2 separate regions of the Gossypium hirsutum genome follow, and region 1 is linked to region 2. The links are chromatin contacts, called in public Hi-C maps. All regions are on one chromosome and are shown on one strand. The core of a region is the stretch at or near the end of the contact, and the rest is flanking DNA. Distances in the headings are between cores, read along the strand shown. Region 1 has its middle 3.6 kb from the start of LOC107944695. Region 2 has its middle 13 kb from the start of LOC107949957.

Region 1 (3,927 bases), core at 286-2,785, 55 kb after region 2:
TAAGGGAAACCATTGCAACTAGTTTAATGAATCCATATTTGTAAAAACATTTTGTATCATAACCTAATTTCTAGTTTTAATGAAACTTGTTATGTCTTTTGTATAAATTTTTTTATTAAAAATCATCCGTTTAGATACTTCAAAATTTTATCCAAGTATAATGTTACTATTTCTGAAAATAATATTTATCATTGTTATAAAAAAATATTTAACTATAAAAAATTAAAAATAATTATCATTTTATCTAATAAATAATTTAAATTAATTATATAATTCATTAAAATATTGGAAGATACATTTTAATATTTTATTAAATGAATTTATAAATTCACAAATTTTAATAATTTTAAAAAAGTAAAACAATTTAAAAAACTTATATTATATATCAATTCTAATATGATGTTCTTAATAGTCATTTCTTATTCTCACCTCACCGCTACAGTTGCGTTTGAATCCAAACACACACTCCACCATTGTTTCTAATCTTACCGCTACAGTATCCAATCTCACCGCTACAGTAACTAATCTCACCGCCACCGCTGTTTTTAACCTCACCGGAGGTAAACACCCCGCCCATCCAAACTAGCCCTAAGGCTCTCTCCTGATCATGGAGTCCGACCAGTGTCCACCACCCCGGCCGTCGCCGTGCACGGTGGCCAGCAAGAGTAAAAAGGGTCCCTTTTTTAGATCCTAACTCCCTGAATCTGGATCTGGTCTCAAAACAACCAAAAAAATAAAGGAAAAGGGGGAATTCACGTTCTCAACGATCGATTTTGGCACCGGTGAAGGAGCCTCCGACGACAAAGACGCCGATTGACTCCGGTAGGTTCTTCTCCCCTTTTCTTTTTTTTTCTTTTTCTTTTTGCTTTATTTTTTTTGTGTAAAGATACGAAAATAAAATAGAAAAACAGGATAATAATGAAACAAAAATTAAAATGGCGATATGAGTAAACCTTCTGATTTTTTTATTGATATTTTCCTTTTTTATTCGACTATCTCCCCCCTTTTACAATCTGTTCAAAAATGGCTTTATAGACGAAAATACAAGGCCCTATCTTTTTCTGTTTTTGCTTTACAACTTGTTTCTTTTTTTGTCTGCTTTGTTGTGTGTTGTCTTTTCATTTTGCAGGGCGGTCGGAGCAGGTGGGCAGAGGTGCGGCGCTAGTCAGAGGCGACGGTGGCAGGGCAAGGGTCTGAAGACCCTAGGTGCGGCGCACCTAGGGCTAGGGTTTCCAGACCTTTTTTGCTTTGGGCCATTTGGGCCATGTTGGATTTGGTTGGGTTAGGGGTATTGGGCTAGGTCATTGGGTTTCTAGTTGTAATGGGTAGATATTTTAGGTTTGGGTTTGGGGTTTTACTTGGGCTGATTTGTTTAGGTTTGGGTTGGTGATTTTGGGTTAAAATTGGGTTAAAATTTTGTAAATAGACTGTTAATAATTTGGTTTATTTTCTAGTACGGGCTAAATTGGGCTTGTACAGTGCTATTTTTTAATGCTTATTTGCAGGAATGGAGGGAGGCCAATGTGTTGTTTGATCAGGTGCAGCTAAGGCAGACTACTGGGCACTGTGCTCCAAGACTCGCGTGGTGAGTTAGTTCCCTGTTGCACAGGACATCTGGGTGCAATTTTGAATCCCGTGCTGGTGGTTAGGGAAGCACTACCATGGCTTCGTTCTTTGCCCGTTGCTACGGTCATCATCGAGTCAATTGTTTCCGTTTGGTACAAGCTTTAACAGGTCATTATGCTTGCCGCTCTGATTGGGGAATTTTATTACCTGACTGTCTTAAGTTTAGGGTGCAGTTTAGTATGTTACCCTTTCAATGGGTTCGAAGGCTTGCTAATCGGGTAACGCACACTTTGGCTTGTGCTGCTTTGACTAGAGCAAACTTCTTTCAGTGGGATGGTTTTCCACTGGCAATATGTTCGTGTTTTCTTTCTAATCTTGCTCGTTGTAAAGGGATTCATCCCCTGAGATATCGGCTAAGCTTTCCCTTAATTTCTAGATGGTGACGAAGGGAGGACCGGACTATCTTTCAACAATGGTACAGATTTAAGCTTTCAACAAAGACATCATAATTTATGCCAAATCTGATTAGATTAGTTTTGGGTCGGGATTGAATCAATTTGGTTTTAAAATTTTTAGATAATTTTTTATTCAATTTATTTTGAATTTAGGTTAATTTCAAATTCAACTAATTTTGTATTTGAGATTGAAAGCAGACAAAAGGCTTTGAGATGAAATTATAATTGTAAGTTAATACAATAGTAAAATTGCATTTCAATCTTTTAAAGATTTACAATTAAATTCGGGCTCCCAAGAAAAATTTTATGGCTTCACTCCTGTTTGAAACTCAAAATTTTCAATTGAATCATTTAAGGTTTGGGTTATTTTGAGTTCTAGTAGTCTGTCCTTGTTCAGATCATTTCAAGTTCTTTATTATGGTCATTTCGAATAGATCAATCTGAATTTACGTCAATCCAAGTTCAAAGCTAGATAAATCAATTCATTAACTTTTATAATCAAATTCAAATTAATCAAGTCAAATTTTCGAGTTAATGCAAGCCAGGGCATAATCCGCTCAACGGATTAGCAGTACATAGCATTACAAAAAAAATCTCTTAATCTCATAGAATCATCTCGGAATCTAGTTGACCCCAACAATTTTCCATGACTTTCCAGGCTTCCAAACAGGGCCAGTGGCCTGTTTCATTGACCCCATAATATATATAAATGATTAAAGGAAGTGGTCCCTTAATTATTATTGCCTTGTAGCTAAGTCCAAACTGCAGACCAAATCAAGAAATAGCTGCAGATATCACATTGGCCTTGTCTTTGTTTGCCTTCTAAACAGTCTGCTTGCTGCTAATGTTCCTTTTTAATGCCAAGTAGTAGATTAGACTTGATTGTCGGTAGACTTGTCAAATAGAAAATGTTAGCATCCTTCACTATTGATGGATCCTACATTCATGTATCTGTAAGATTGATGGCATGTCCACAAATATCAATTATCAATCTTTTTAATATTTATTTAAATTTATTATCATATGCCCATACATAATTCACTAATAGTCGATAAATTCAAAAAACATTTACATTTATGGTAAATTGTACCATTATTCATTAAATTTATTAAATTATGAGTAAATTTTCGTTTTAGTTACTAAAGAGTTATAGTTTGGTCACTAATATTTTTGGAAATAGTTTTTTTTGTCACTCGACTGTTAAGTGACACTTTTTTAGTTAATATAATAACAATTTTATTTATCATTTTCTATATTTTTTTGTCAATTTGAACCTGACTGTATATAAAATGATAAAAATTGAAATTCTTTTTAAAAATTAAAAAATTTTAAAATTTAAATAAAAGTAGATAAAAATTTCAAAAACAAAAAAAATGAGAGAATAAGGGAAAATTGTTTTTAAACCCTCTAAATTTTCTCCTTGTATTTATCTGTATAGAGATATCCAATATCCATTATTTAAGAAAACATAGAAAAAAAAAACATTAAGCAAAATTACTGGTTCTTTGTTTTTACCTATTCTATTTCTTGGTATAGCTTTTTTCCTTATAAGAAAGGAGAGAATTCAAAATATAATTTATTTTTACAATTTGGATTTTGAAACATTTAAATGAATTGAAAATTTGCATTCAATCTGAAAAAAAAATTATGGTATATTTTGTACTTCTTTTGTCAAAATCATTTTCACAAGCTTTTGTAATACTAGTTTGGTTTTGAGAAACATCAAGGAAGCATGTAATATTTTTGAGATTTTATTTTTCTCTAAATTCTATTTTTAAATAATTTTGAGTTTTTATTTTATAATTTTCATATAGAATCGAAAATCAAATTGACAGGAAATATAAAAATTGAGGACTAAAATTATTATTATACCAACTAAAAAAGTGTCACTTAACAATCGGATGAC
Region 2 (4,233 bases), core at 1,573-4,072:
AGATGCCACTTGTAACTAAAAAAAGTTGAAGTACTAACTTAAGAAAAAGGGGTATAGTTTAAGTACCAATTTAAGAAAAGGGTATAATTTAAAAACTATTTTGTGATTTAAAGGAACTAATATTAAAAACTAATTTTTTTAACAATATCATTATAAATTTTGATTATATCTGTTCTTTTTAACACAATATTTAAAATTACACATAGCCCCTCCCCAACTCATAAATAGGAGGATAACGCGCTTCAGTGCGCTTAAGCCTACGTCCTTCTACATTGACAATAATACTTATACCAAAGAGTAAAATAATTAAAGATTAAGGTTGGAGTTAAATGAGAGAACAAACGGTTGTTTGCCTTAAACGTAGACGTCCAAAATTATGTAATGCTAAAGTCATTTGTCTCATCACAATCCACTGCTGAAGCAGATTTGGAGTTTTGTGGAATGTTACTATCACCAATAATTTTACTCCCTCCATTATTTAACTTGGTCATGCTATCATCTTTATATTTATTCATGATTATTCCACAGTCAATATTTCAGCCAAAAATTAAATGAATTGATCTTGAAATTAGATCAAATTGATAAAATTCAATAAGTACAGATGTTGTTAATCGTTGGGTTAAGAGGTCTAATAGATGTTTGACGCATTTCATCTGTACTCAATGATTATGAGCTCCTACGTGGATTTCGCACAAACTTAGTGGAGATGCATGGTACTTGAGGCTTGCTAAGCTGAAATGTGTAACCTGTTGGAATGTTAACTTCATTAGGAGACACGTATCAGGTTGTATTTAGATATATTATGAGGTACAACAAATATAAAAATTAAAATCAATTAGTTCAACCAGAATTAATTGGGTCAACGATTCAATAAAAGAAATTTAAAACTCAGTTAAAAAACCATTTAAAAGCTCAAAAGAATTTTCAAAAGATTAAAAAAAGTTATTCATAAATTTTAGTTAATTTCCATCATCATATTTTTGCAAATATAATTTTTCCTAATTTTATAAAATTTTTAATTATTATTATTTTCACTTGTCCAGATAAAAGGGTTCAACATGTTGAACCTCTAATATGATTTCTTCAACCATGCAACAAAAAGCAAATTAAACTCCATAACTAATAGATGGCCAAAAAGAACCCTCAATAACTAGTATTGATAAAAGTTTTGTTTTTCATTAATGTTATTACTTTCTTTAAAAAAGATATTGTTTTAATTACATTTCTTCTATAAAGAATAATAATGCTAATGGAGGGTCACTTACACTTAAACTTTTGCATTAAATTTATTTAATTTGAATTTTTAACTTTTTTTAATATTAAATATACAATTTTTTTATTTAACAGAGAGAATTATTAATATTTCCAAAAAATTAAAATTAGAATTATACAATTTATTCAAAGGAGTTAAAGATTTATGATTACACTTTATCTCTACTCGAATAAGTACATTTTAGAACTTTTGTTAAACTCTAGCATGGATAAAAGAAAAACTTTTAATATGTTATACATAACATCGATAATGGCAATAAAAATGATCGCAAAGCAATAAGAAAGAAAAACAATAACACACATATTTTACATTAAAAATCTTTATCAGAAAAAATTACGGGTAGAGGAGGAGAAATTCACTAATGTTGAAAAATCAATAATACAAGAGGAGTTCGACTACTCTTATTTTAAGGGTTAAACAATCCTGTTATAATCAATGTCTAATAGAAGAAGTATAGTCCTATATAGATTCAATTTGTGCGATCCTCGATCCTTCGCCCCCCACAGATTTCCCTATTTTGCCTCTTTATTTTATTTCTTTTAACAAGTGACGAGATTCGGATCACACAACTCTAACAATATAAATTCAAAAGAATTAGTATATTATAAATATGATAAATGGGTGCTTTTTGTGTGAAATTTTCAATTGAGCCACATGAGGGGGCAAAAGATGAATTGGCAATGAATTATTAGATATGATAATGAACAAGAATTCTATGAAACATTGATTACTGAAATTAACATTTGCTCCATGTTATAGTTCCTTATTGTGGTGGTGCACATGTGGGTCTTTAAATTCCCCACTCATTACACTAATCTAAAACAAAACCTTCATTATATAACATACCTTTCTTTGTAAAGGATGAAATTATTCCTACATTTTCTAGTCTTGGGAGACTATGATAGCAATTCTTCATCCTCTAACATAAATGGATCATTCATAGGCGTACTTTTATAACATTTTGAATAAAATCAATTGGGTCCTATTTAAGTGTAACAAAAAAAAATTAATTTTATGTTTTAGTTAATTGATTATTTTTTCTCTCCAATTATTTTGATCTGTGCTAATTATTTATTGAATCATGTGCGTGTTAAATCTACTTTCATGATCAACAATTTGTATTACTATGATAATATTGATTTGTCTTGAAAAAAATTAAAGTTGAGATATAAATTGAATAGATTTAGGTTAACATTAGTGGCGATAACTAATAAATTATTTGTGGGTAAGATAAGAATATGTTTGATGCACTAATCAACTGATTAAATTTGTTTTTAATGAATTAACTCAACTTACCTAACATAGCTATTGCGAACAGGGAATAACTTAGCTAGATATTGAAAAAATCTAGTTAATATATTTGTATCCTAAGTAACTTAATTAGACATTATGTTAAAAAATAAATATGATTAAAATTTATAATAAAATTATTAAAAAAAAGTCGTATAAATTAAAAAACAAAATATGAACCCTTTATATAAAATTGAGGCATTTATGGGGCGAAGCCCGTCGCTGGGGGCCGCCCTAGAAGTAGCAGTAGATAAAATAAAGGTAACCCATTGAAATGGATCTTTGAAAGATTTTGGGTTGTCTTCTTGGTCGTCTGATGGATCACTTTCATTTCCACCATCATTCATTTCACCGACAGTGGAGTGGCTCTTAAGTTTTCATGTCACATTCCAACTGTTTTTGCTTACAAATATGGTTTATATTAACACCTCATTATTTGGGTCGGGTCGATTTAAAATTTTAGATTCGTTTTTTAAGTTCACTTTAGTTAAAAAATAGGTCTAAAATTTTATTCAAATTTAGTTCAGATTAAAAATGTTAAATTTGAGTCTGATCCATCCATATTATTTTATTTTAGATTACTTTTTGTATGAAATCAATTTTTAAAAATATAGTATATCAAATATACTAAAAATATTAAAATAAATAATTCTCAAAAAATTGAAAATACATTGAGAAAAGTCTTTATACTTAAATAACACTAAAATAATTGCAACTTAGCAAGCAAATGCCTTTAAAATAGTAGCAAAATTAACAATAAAATAAGAGTTATACAATATCTAAACAATAACAACAAAATAGTAGTAATATAATAGCGAAAGGGTAGCAAAACAGCACCGAAACAACAACAAAAAATAGTAGCGAAACAATTGATTCGGGCCGGGTCGAGCTCAGGCCAAAAAATCCTATCTAGTGCCCGACCCATTTAAAATACAGGCTTTATTTTTTTATTCAAGTCCATTTTTTCAGGTTTATATTTTTGTCCAAACCCTTCCATTTTTTGAGTGGACGGGTGGCCCAACCCATTAGATCTATTCATATCCAATGCCCAATTAAATTGACGGAAGGATTTTAATGGTACAATATTAAGGGTATTTTACTAAAAAAGACCCATTTCCAACATTATTTACGGAAATGGGCTGCTTAAAACATTATTTACTGAAATGGGCCAAAAAAACTCAAAACGCCCTACGTGGAAGTATTTTAAGGGGAAATTAAAAAAAAATGCCTCCTCGAGGGAGCGGTTTTGCCATGTCAGCAAAAACACGCTGACGTGGAAGCACTTTAGATCGTGTTTTCTAGGGTTTTTGGGTTATTTGCATGTTAGTGATTAGGGTTTATGGGTAGGGTTTTAGCGTTTGGTTAGTGTTAGGGTTTTTGAAAAAATAAATTAAGGTTTTATGGTTTAGGGTTAGTGTTTTTGAAAAAAATTAGAGTTTAGAATTTTTAAAAAATAAATTTGGGTTTAGGGTTTTTTAATAGGTAAGTGATGCATTTTGAAAAAATTATTTTGACGAGATGATTTTTTTTGTACAGTCAGTAAATGTACAGAAAAAGCTTCTAGCTGGACGCTTTTTTTGTATAGTTGATTCTGAAAAAATAATTTTGAAAAGATAGTTCTGAAAAAATATCCCGGGATTCACGGGAAATCTGATAGTTGGGTTTAAAAA

What was found. Hi-C and Micro-C count contacts between places; a contact is called where the count stands out from the background.
Region 1: a contact with region 2 is called in a Hi-C map of leaf, with 2.0 times the contacts expected there. The contact joins two enhancer-like sites. A contact is called at or near these places in 5 of 34 Hi-C or Micro-C datasets (callus and leaf).

The regions. Positions count from the first base shown.
Region 1 is chrD03:45,994,811-45,998,737 of Gossypium_hirsutum_v2.1, forward strand. No RefSeq gene overlaps it. Among protein-coding and RNA genes, the nearest start is that of LOC107944695, 3.6 kb to the left of the region's middle. Within about 2 kb of position 1,536, at least 7 of the 9 cell types and tissues checked have an H3K27ac peak or open chromatin away from gene starts, as enhancers often do. A contact at or near this core is called in leaf, where this site is marked.
Region 2 is chrD03:45,938,444-45,942,676 of Gossypium_hirsutum_v2.1, forward strand. No RefSeq gene overlaps it. Among protein-coding and RNA genes, the nearest start is that of LOC107949957, 13 kb to the right of the region's middle. Within about 2 kb of position 2,823, at least 1 of the 9 cell types and tissues checked has an H3K27ac peak or open chromatin away from gene starts, as enhancers often do. A contact at or near this core is called in leaf, where this site is marked.